Linked DNA regions of Zea mays: region 2 is linked to region 1. Evidence: chromatin contacts called from public Hi-C data. All regions are on one chromosome and are shown on one strand. The core of a region is the stretch at or near the end of the contact, and the rest is flanking DNA. Distances in the headings are between cores, read along the strand shown.

Evidence for each region. Hi-C and Micro-C count contacts between places; a contact is called where the count stands out from the background.
Region 2: a contact with region 1 is called in a Hi-C map of leaf, with 7 times the contacts expected there. The contact joins the promoter of LOC100280793 here to the promoter of LOC103626666 in region 1. A contact is called at or near these places in 4 of 25 Hi-C or Micro-C datasets (ear, leaf and tassel).

What each region holds. Positions count from the first base shown.
Region 1 is chr5:85,712,839-85,718,235 of Zm-B73-REFERENCE-NAM-5.0, forward strand. LOC103626666 (Auxin-responsive protein SAUR71) reads left to right here and starts at 2,448. Exons shown (of 1, transcript XM_008647058.4): 1 at 2,448-3,677. The coding sequence starts at 2,926. The coding sequence ends at 3,306.
Region 2 is chr5:85,847,822-85,853,867 of Zm-B73-REFERENCE-NAM-5.0, forward strand. LOC100280793 (urease accessory protein F) reads left to right here and starts at 2,138. Exons shown (of 3, transcript NM_001352439.1): 1 at 2,138-2,313; 2 at 2,428-3,267. The coding sequence starts at 2,463. The coding sequence ends at 3,260.

The DNA.
Region 1 (5,397 bases), core at 1,198-3,697:
CAGGTATCTTCGGACTCGAATCGGTACCACAGTGGGAGAAGCCCAAGGAATACGAAGGTCTACACAGCACCGAAGCTGTGAGCAGGAAAGCTTCGGCGTAATAGCAGAAAAAGAAACCGACTTAAAGATGAAAAGGCTATTCAGACCTCGGTAGATTACTGTAGAATTACTACCAAATGTAAAGGGCATGAATGTAATTTTATATGAGCTGTGTCCCGTGCCTATAAATAGGTGAACAGTACCCCCGTACTGGTCACGCGGATTTGGCATCTGCTTTTGCGTCACACCTGTACTTTTCATCTTTCAAGCTGAAGGTACATTTGTAATTCGATATCATTCCTGTTTCCTCGTAATAATAAATGCTAAAATAAGTTAACAATAACATATAGTTGTCTATGTTATCGTTTATATTCCTCATAATTCTTTCTTCGTCATCGTATGCTACATTTATGAAGGTACGCCCTTCATAACCTTCGTCCAAAAATCATTATATCCTAAGGGAAATAATGCTTCGAAGGACGAAGGAATTTATCGATTAACATTTTCTGTGTTGCCTTGTTCTTAACTCATAGCATTTGAGAACAAGTCCCCAACATAGTATTTTTGCAATTTTGAAACAATACTATGGTATTTGATGATACTATAGTATTGGAGCTCAAAAGGTGTTTGGTTTGTACAGTCAAAACTCAGTTTTAAATACCATGGTTTACCCAAAACTGTGGTATTTTTAGAGTTTTCGAAACTCCACTCCAGACCTCAGTTTTCTTCTCTTCTCTCTACATATACTTTGTTTTACCAATAGAACCAAACAGATCTCGGTTTTGAGCAATACTGTAGTTTTACTGTGATAAAGCAATACCGTAGTATTTATGTCATGTACAATTGTAACTATGGCATCTCAAAACTACAGTATTTCAAAACTGCATTCCCAAACAGGCCCTTAGGTCTAGACCTGTGTATCGAATACTCCAAAAATACCACGATTTAGGCTAAACCATGGTATTGAAAACTCTGAATTCTAGTGATATCCTAAACAACTTTTGGTCTAGAATACTGTAGTGTTAGCAGATTCTATGGTATTTCTCAAAAACCATGAAAAAACTCCACTTCTAAACAGACCCTTAATTCCCCATAGAGTAGCCACACCTATATATCTAGGTTGAGCCATCTCAAACAAATTCTAACCGAATTCACTACCATTTTAACGTATATAAAAAGAGCCCCAAGCCGTTAGGGGTTTAATTTTTGACGCTCCCACCACCATGCACGAGCGACAGTCGCCTACCTAGACGCGTGCGGCGGCGGCGATTCCATGAGAGCGCACAACGTCTAGTTGATATTTTATGTCAACGTCAATAGTTGATATTTTATGATACTTTGTTTAAGAGATAAGGTGTGGTTGCCTTTTTAGCACCTTGTATTTTTTCTCATTTGGTCCTTCTTGAGTACGTAGCACCGAGTCTCCATCTACGCACAAAAAGAAATGCTAAAGAAGCTATACAAGGGCCAGGAGAGAATTTCTGAACTTAAATATGTGAGCAATTTAATATATTACCGGATCGCTCCACCGCAGATACAAACGAATACATAAAAAGAACTCATAAATTGGCTTTAAAAAGTTGATGAAACGACTATGGAAGAGGAAGATAAGGGTGAAGAGTAGTATTGTGTCAGTTATATTTATGGGCTATGTAATTTTTATCTATATATTTAAGTTACGTGATATTTAATTGTTTTATGAGTCATGTAATTTCATTGGAATTTGGAACTCAACAAAAAAAACTAAGGTGAGTATTTGTGTGGCTAAAATTAAAGTTGAATGCTATAGCATTACGGTAGAGATAAAAGACCGATAGTAAAGTTAATAAACTTATATATCGCGTACATAAATACTGGTTGAATTCACCGGAGGCGCAATGACGGTGCCCGTGGATGCATGAACCATCGACCATGATGCGTCGAGACGTACTGTACGCGTTACGAGTATACGTACGTAGAAACAAGTATACATACTACTAGTCTACTTCCAGCACTGCGGTAAGCCGCGCGTAGAGACAGACACGCGTACATCAACGTAGAGGAAATATCGCAGCGTACGGCCGGGAGAAACGTAGTAGTAGGGGGAAAAAATGGAAGCGCTTGGTCGCTGGTGACACTTGACGTTTCTGCCAGTGGGACCGGGGAACTAGAAGTTTCGCAGCAGACGAGACAAGAGGCGGCCATCGCGCGCGCCATGCACGTCCGTATTCCACCGTTCCCGTGTGGGCCCTCCCGTAGATTTTTGTCTATGCTCAGCGTGCAGCCTCGCGTGTCACGGTCGCCGCCACAGCCCCAGTTCCAGGCGCGGCCGTACGGGCCCGGACCACGGACGCAGCACGGCACCGGTGGGACCCGCCCCCCGTCGTCCGTCCCATCCGGTCGGTCCCTGTGGCTGGGCCCACGCACCGCCGGAAGCTGGCTGCTGGGTGGTGGTGGTGGCGCTGGCAAGGCCGGCACCCGGCAGCAGCAGCAGTCCACTCCTGTCCACCCCCACCGGTGGGTGGCTCCTTAAAAGGGCCGGCGGCCATGGTCAGGCCGGCAACTCGGGCCCGGCCCACCGGCTTTCTGTCCCCCGCATCTGTAGCCGGGCGGGTACAAAACTTGTACTACGACGCGACGCCTCCCCTCCGGCCTCCAGGCTCCCGGCTCCGGCTGCCTCTTTCTCTTCTCTCCTGCTCCTTTCTATAAAGCGCGGACCTCCCAGTCCCACTCCCTTCCCGCACCGCAGACGCAGAGCAGCCAAACGCCACCTCGAGCCCCCGAGCGCCTGCGCAGACCGCAGCCAGGAAACCGCCTTCTCCGACATCCGGCTCTCCTCCACGCTCCCGCTACTCCGCTCCAGCTCCACCGCCACCACCACCACCGACCCACCCATCCCATCCAGCCATGAAGCGGCTCCTGCGGCGGCTGTCCCGCACGGTGGTGGCGGCGGCGGCGTCCAGCGAGGACGGCGGTGCGGCGGCGCGGCCCAGCAGCAAGGACGACGGGAGCAGGAGGCGCAGGAGGAAGAAGGCGGGGTCCGTGCCGGAGGGCCACGTGCCCGTGTGCGTGGGCGAGGAGGGCGGCCCCGTGGAGCGCTTCGCCGTGCGCGCCGAGCTGCTGGGCGAGCCGCCCTTCGCCGCGCTCCTCCGCCGCGCCGCGCAGGAGTACGGCTACGCGCACCCCGGCGCGCTCCGCATCCCCTGCCCCGTCGCCGACTTCCGCCGCCTCCTGCTCCGCCTCTCCCGCGACCCCGCGCCCGCCGCCGGACGCTACGCCTACGCCTAGGCGCCGTCCGTCCCTACTTCGTGCTCTCCGCCGCCGCTGGAGACCGTCTGCGCTTCCGCGGTTTTAGCCCTACTACTAGGGGGCGGCAGGATGGGGCTCTCCTTTTTATTTTTCCTCTTTTTTTACGGCTTGCTAGTGTAGTAGCCGTACTAGCAGTAGCTGCTCGATGGAAGAACTACAGCCGGGTGTCTTATTTTTTTACCCCCTTCTGGTTCTAGGACTCTCCTCGCAGTGTGGTGCGCGTCTGTGCTTAGAAAAAAGTTGGCTGGAGAATTCGGCATTAACCGATGCTCCTCCATTTCCATCCAGGCCATTCATATTAGTGTTGCCTGTTGATGAGGTAATCAGTAATTTCCTCTTTTTTACCGCCAGATTGTTTCGAGTCCTCCCATTCTCCAATGCATTATACCAGTGCCGTTTAACTTAGGGCTGTAATTATAAGACATGGCTAAAATATAAATATAATAAAGTAGACGTGGTTAAAACATGTGTTGCGAGCATTCAATTAATTTAATTAACTAATTAGTTAGTTCCCTATCTTGAGAACAGAGTTAAACACAGTGTCTTCGTTAAGTACATATATAGCGGAGAGACACAAAAACGGTTCTCAAAGCACAATAGACAAAGAAGAGATTCTATTAAAAAAATTAAGTATCTATAAATATAATATATTAATAAATCTAGAAGTAAATGTTTTTATATAATATTGTGTCGATATAACAGACAAGAAGTGAGACGTTTGTCGCTACTTGGGTTACTAGCCACGGAGATATGGCTCTACAATTTTTTTTGCAAATGTCACACATTAATAGCCTTTACATTAAACACTACTATACATAACCTAAGATACATGCGTTGAGTTTTTTTATATTTAACGCTTTAGATATACTCGAAGACATAGTGGGTGTTTGATTTTTAGGGACTAATGTTTAGTCCCTACATTTTATTCCATTTTAGTTTCAAAATTAGCAAATATAGAAACAAAAACTTTATTTTAATTTTTATATTTAGCAATTTATAAACTAAAAAGGAATAAAATGAAGGAACTAAACATTAGTTCTTAGAAACCAAACATCCCCATAGTTCAATTCACTCATTATACACCCTTACGAATTAAGGGGTGTTTGGTTTCTAGGAACTAATGTTTAGTCCCTTCATTTTATTCCTTTTTAGTCTATAAATTATTAAATATAGAAACTAAAATAAAGTTTTAGTTTCTATATTTGTCAATTTTTAAACTAAAATGGAATAAAATATAGGGACTAAATATTAGTCCCTAGAAACTAAACCTCCACTAAATGCGGCAAGTCATCTTCCTTCCGCAACTATACAAAGGACTGCATTCTGGGGGCCGGGACAACGGTACAAACCGTAACTCCGTCGCGTCAGGACAACCGCGTCCGCGCCAGTCGTAGTGTCGTACACACACCCAAGTCGTGACAGAGTTCAGGTCAGGCCGAACAGCGTTCGACCGGCACAGCCGCGGTTCCCTTGTTGGCACGGCATTCAACTGGGCCTCTCAGGCTGTCACGACCGCGACGGCTTTTGTTTGGCACAATTTGGATTGAAACACAAAAGGCACGGACTGATCACTTGGCTGATAACTTGGCTGATCACTGTCTTGTTCCCCCGCGTCACGCCACGAGACATCAGCTCCGAGCCTCCTGTGAAAGGCCGTGTTTCTAATGTATAATGAAGAATAGAAGTGGTTAGTCACATTTTTTTATAGTGTTTGGATGACAGTTATAGATGTAAGTGAAAATCGACGTAATTTTTTATGACAGCGTTTTCCATAAAAAAATAAAGAGATGGTGTCGTCATATCCTTATTTTTAAGATGTGTTTAATTTGAGATCAGACCATGTTTGGTTCTGACGCGATGCTGAGAAATGTAGCGAGAGAATTAATCAACGCGTGTTTTACGTCTCGGATATCCCGTAGTATGCATCGAGTGGGACAGGGGGCGGTAGTTTCATGCGGTATAATCTAGAGAGATAATGTTGCAATGTATACTAACGACTAAGTAGAAATATAGTGTTTACCATTTACTAGTGTTTGGTTGGAGAGCCAAGTAGAACGGAGTCGTTCTGTC
Region 2 (6,046 bases), core at 888-3,387, 130 kb after region 1:
CTGCCCTCTGCGCTGTTGACTGACGAGAAGTGAAGGCAAGCAAGGGCACTGGGTGGGAAAACCTGTGCTAGCTTGCCGGCAATGGCGCGCCGGGTGCTGCCGCTGCGGTGCAAGCGCTGCAATGCATTCACAACTAGGCACATGATGTGTTTCACCAGAGTCTCTCTGTGAGTAGTGAGTGACTACTAACTAGGGAACCCCTAGATCGAGCTCGTCCCATTTCGGAGGGGGCAGCACATGGGATGGGCGTGGCAGAATCGGCCGCGGGCGGCCAAGGGGAGCAGCTAGATAGCGGGCCAGTGCTCTGCTGCCGCCGGAGATGGAAAGGATATTCGCCGCTGCGAGCGGACAGCGGAGACAAGGCCTCCGGCGTCCGGGGATGTGCATGGCTCCAGAAGGAACGAAGGCGGTTGTACTAGTCTTGTTGTAGACCTGCGAACACACGACGACGAGTGTGCCGTGGTGTGGGCATGCAAAACTTGACGGGTGGAGCTGGGCATGGCATGGGTACTCGACGAAAGTGTTGCTGAACCGTGCCGGCGGAGATTCACTGCTACGGCCGTTTTTTATATATAAAAAAGTTAATCTTTCAAAATTTCACATTTACATATATATATCATGTGCTCAAAATCTCGGGAGCCTTTGGAAGGTGACGAGACGAGACATATGTCCATTGAGCCCACATAGGCTGGGTTGGGTGTTAGTTATGGCCCTTTTCGGAGTTGGAGGCCCACAACATGTCATCTTTCAGTTGGACCGCCGGGGCGGGGATGTCTGCCCGCTTCTTTCCTTTCTCTCTGTCTCTGACTATCTGCAACGCATTACGCATCACCCTTGAGCACCTCTTCTCTAGTACTGTTCATCTTTTAGCGGCTACATTCCTCTTCTTCGACCTGCATCGCTGCCCTCTACGGCGTCTCCTTCGTAGCGCTTCTCTTCTCTCTCACGCCAGATGGAGAGGAGCGCTGTTCACCCCCCACGACTTTCTCTCTCCCTTTCGCGCGCGCATCGGAAGGACCGGAGGCGGCTTCCTTGCTGTCGACGACGGTGGCGCATCGATGGGTCTTGTGGAGCCGATCCCCCTCGAATGCGGGCGTGGGAGATGCAGCCTCTCTCTGCTGCCTCGCCGGGGAGTGGCTGGCCTACGGTGTCGGGCTCGCCGCCGGGACTGCTGCCTTCTGCCTGATAACTCGGCAACGGCTAGAGCCTCGTCGGAAGAGGATCCATTCAGCCGCTTCGGGATCTGCTGTTGGCCGTTGGGGTTCCTTGGAGCTGCAACTGTTGAGTTACAAATACGCTAGTTCTTAGTTGATTTCGTACGACTCCAAGTACGTTTTTGGGTGCAAATCGCTAGAACCGTTACTATTCAATGAAAATATTTTTTATTAACAAATTTCAGGTACGAATTATTGTAGTTTGTTTGGATAATTATTTTACATATTATGAATTACTTAGTAATTGGTAATCACCTACAACTATGATACGGTGCAAAATAAGACAAAATATGGAAATTTAAAAATAAAGGATGGTGGTTGAGGTAGTTGAAGGGAAATATATATTTTATTGGTATGGTGGGGTTTAGGGGATGTTTTAGGCTACCTGCAGTGGGAAGCTGTGAGGAATACGCTATGAGGATAGCGTTAGATATAAAGTAAAAGAATGTTGCAGTGAAGGACTCTAAAGGCGACTGTAAATTTAGAGCGGACCGGAGGAACGCTATTTACAGAGTCCTACTCGAAACTTTCTCGTGCGCGTATTGGATGGTAGACGCATGTTGTGCACGGCTGCATGCACATGCATGCACGCGGAGGTGGTGGAGGCGGGCCCACATGCATGCTGACGGTATAGAAAAGTGGAGAAAAAATATAATATAATATATGGTAGTTGGTATAGGGTAGATATATAGAGTAATTGTGACCGCGGAGAATTGTTGGATAGAGTAGAAAACCTCGCTGACCAGGATAGAATATTTATTTTAGGTTAGAGAAATAGAGTAGTATGAGTGCGGATAGCCTCAGAGGAAACCGCTGCAGAGAGTGAGAATATAGAGGGGGAGAGAGTGCTGATGTGGCGCGCTAGTGGGATATAGGGGATATAATTTAGAGGGAACCGCTGCAGCGTGATCCGCTGGCGCTCGCGGTGAGGCGTCGAAGGTCAACCCCTATCTTCCACCTCGGGGGGACTGCCTACCCGGTGGATCGACGCAGCAGCTTTATTGGTTCCCCGGAGACCTGCAAGTTGCAAGACGAGCTAGACCTAGCAACCGCTCCCTGCCGACCTTCGGCGTCTTGGAGTAAACATTTCGGCGTCCAGGCAAGTAAGCAACTCATGTACTCACCAATTATTTCGCAGATGGTTCCAAAGGTTCTCACGACCCTAGGGTGTTCGATGGAATGCGTAGCTGACAATTATTTCGCCCTTTTTCAGTACCGAAGATCTCCCATCCGCTCTGTCGATTTGCAATGGAGCCCGGCAGCCCAGCCCCGAAGAAATCACGGCTGGTGCACTCAGCGGACTGCGAAATGGAGGAGGCGCAGGCGCCTTCCAGTTCCAATGCAGCGGGGGGCGTGAACCAGAGCTTGCACTGGACCCAGTGGCAGATCCTGGACTCCATCCTCCCGACCGGCGGCTTCGCGCACTCGTACGGCCTCGAGGCCGCCATGCAGTCCCGCGTGGTGAACGACCAGGAGGACCTGAGGTCGTTCGTCGTCCAGGTCCTCGACAGCGCCGGCAGCCTGCTGCTGCCGTTCGTGCACTGCGCATGCGCAGGCAAGTCCCCCGGCGACGCAGCGGCGTGGGCCAAGCTGGACCGGTTGCTGGACGCCACGTTGACGAACGAGGTCGCCAGGAAGGCGTCCGCGGCTCAGGGCTCGGCTCTGCTGCGGGTGGCCGCGTCCGTCTTCGCCGAGGTTCCGGCGCTGCAGGAGCTCCGGCGGACGTTGCTGGGCTCCAAGAGCGTGTCGTTCCACCACGCGCCTGTGTTTGGGCTGGTGTGCGGCTTGGTTGGATTCGACGGCGAGACGGCGCAGCGGGCGTACATGTTCGTGACGATGAGGGACGTGCTCTCTGCCGCGACGAGGCTCAATCTGATCGGCCCGCTGGCTGCTTCGGTGCTGCAGCACCAGCTTGCGCCGGATGCCGAGAGGATGGTGCGGAAATGGAGGGACCGTGATGTCTCTGAGGCGTCACAGACTGCCCCGCTGCTCGATGCCGTGCAGGGCTGCCACGCTTACATGTTCTCCAGGCTGTTTTGTTCGTGACAACAAGGTGAGCTACCTACCTTCGTATGATCTTTGAGCATATGCAGCACATTCAAAGATGCTCCGGTCATGCTTCCATGCTTTTCTGATAAATTTCTGTTACCTTTTGAGTAACTCTGCATGAGACCTCTTCAATGATACGTAGTGTTTGATGGCTCGCAAGGCAATTGTGTGACAAGCTTTGGATGAGTGATGTGCTCTATCAAGGACGTGATGAGTATTCCCTTTCAAAAAAAAGGGCGTGATGAGTAATTATTTAATTCTGTAGTTACAACCAAATTTAAGTAGAACTACAAACATGCATTCAGAGAGGGCTGGAAAATTAGCTCGAGGCTCGCGAGCCTCGAACGAGCCGAGCCCCTTCTTCGAGCTCGTTTTTGCAGCGAGCCGAGCCGGCTCGTTCCAGCTCGCGAGCCGGCTCGCGAGCCTTGCGAAAATGATCAATTTATGGAATAATAATAATAATTAGATAATTTTATGGATAATAGCTCATTTTTTAGTCTTTGATGATGAATATATTACAAGTTATAGTTTAATTTACTCATAATGTAGAATGATGATTCTATATTTCAAATTTATATAATGTTAATTTACCAAATAATGCAACAATAAGTACTAAAATATGGCTCGCGAGCCAAGGTCGAGCCGAGCCGAGCCTCTTCCGCCAGCTCGTGGAATGGACGAGCCGAGCTCGTTCAGGCATCGAGCCGCGCCGAGCCGAGCCGAGCCGAGCTCGGCTCGTTTCCAGCCCAGACTGTTAGACTGTGTGTGTGTGTGAGTGTGTGTGGGCCGGCACCACTGTTGGGCTGCCGGCCCATTAGGGTTAGGGTTAGGTTTGAGTCCCTATAAATATGTGTACCCATCTCCTATCAATATATCCACTTTACACTTCTACATGGTATCAGCCTAGGTTTAGGTTTTCCTCTCCCACAGCAGGGCAGCCGCCGGCTGCTCCCACCCTACAGCCGTCGCCTACCATCGTTGCCCCCGGGAGGCTCAACCTTCCCTCCCGGGGGCGGCCTCCCTCCTCCCAACCGTCCGCACCCCCACTCCTTCCCCAGCCGACCTCTGGCCGCCGCCACCCCCGAGCCGGCGAGCTCGGGCTCCCTCCGGCCGCCTCCATCCCTTCCCCGACCGGCGCCTTCCTCCTCCCCTTGCCGGCGAGCGCGGGCCCAAGCGCGCCCCGACCAGCCGGCTCGCTTCTCTCCCTTCTCCGGCGGCCGGCTGCTACTGCTCGACGCCGGATGGGGGAGACGACGCGACGCTCGCTCGTGGACTGGCGCCCATGGGACGAAGCTGCGGACTCCCTCGATCGGCCACCGTCGTGCCCTCTCTGGGCGCGCCCCCCACTGCGGCGCCGGTCCAGCTGCCAGGGACGCCCGCGCCAAACCCCCTCCCCGGCGCGCCTCCCGCTGCGCCGCTGCCCCTGCTGCCAGGGACGCCCGCGCCGAACCCCTTCCTGGCACGCCTCCCGCTGCGCCGTCGCCCCTGCTGCTCACTCGGCTCGGATCCGCGCCCCTCCCCGACGGTGTGGTCGCAGCGTCCCAGCAGCACGGGCGCAGGCTGGCCGGCCATCCCCGGTGCGCAGGCCCCAGCGTGCGGCCCGGTCGGTGGTCCCGGTGCACGGCTTCGACCCCCACCCGCCGCCGGCGCCCCTGCTAGGGCCAGTCCTTGCCGTCGGCCTTAGGACGGATGGAGCTCTCTGCCCCATGGCCGTCGGCCTCCCTGGCATGTAGCGCCGTCTCCCATGACGCTCTGCCCAGCAGCGCCTCACCCTTCAAGCTTCTCCCGACGCCGGCACCGTTATCATCCCTTGCCAGGTCCGGCGCAGGCCCTTGCTCGGCTGGACCCGCCCCGTCGCCCTCCCCCTTCATCGCCGCCATCATTGGTTCCGTCGCTGCCACGGCCTCCCCGGCCGGATCCACGTTGCTGCGGCCTTCTCGGCTAGATCCGCCATCCCTTTGGCCGGATCGCCGTCTTCATGGCTGGATTCGTCGCTGCCGTGACCTTCCCGGCCGGATCCACCGATACCCCTTCTACTCTGCAGCGGGCGCGGACACCCTGACCGGCGCAGACGCGTGCGCTGCCGTCGGCCTCCCTGGCGAGTCTCCTTGACGCCTGGTCGATCGAAGAAGCAGGAAGGTCGGCCTGTTGGTGCCCTTTTGCTGTGTCGCCCTGCCGATCGTTGACGCTCGAACGTCGACCCCTCCCGAAGATTAGGCTTTTGCTGCGCGTCTTCCGACCGCGACCACCTCGACTTCGGCTACCTCGGCATCTAGGGGCTATCGTCTTCTTGGAGCACACAACGGTCTCTGCTCCAGCCGCAACATTCGCACCATCACGACGCTGCGACTGCGGGGGGATTTCAACCCGTCGGCTCCTACCTTCGGCCTCTACTCCAGTCTCATCGTGTGTGGTGCCCCCGTTGCGACTGCGGGGGGATGTTAGACTGTGTGTGTGTGAGTGTGTGTGGGCCGGCACCACTGTTGGGCTGCCGGCCCATTAGGGTTAGGGTTAGGTTTGAGTCCCTATAAATATGTGTACCCATCTCCTATCAATATATCCACTTTTCACTTCTACACAGACCACTATATGCATTGATGATCTTCCCATCCAAGTGAAGTGTTGGATTTTGAGTTGTGCTTAAGTTGTCTGATATTGATGCATATGATAATCTACAGCATTCTATACAAACACTGCATGTCTGCATCAGATATATGGAACAGATCTACAGCATAATATATTGATGAATAGCATTTCTTTAATTTTACAGCCATACACGATAC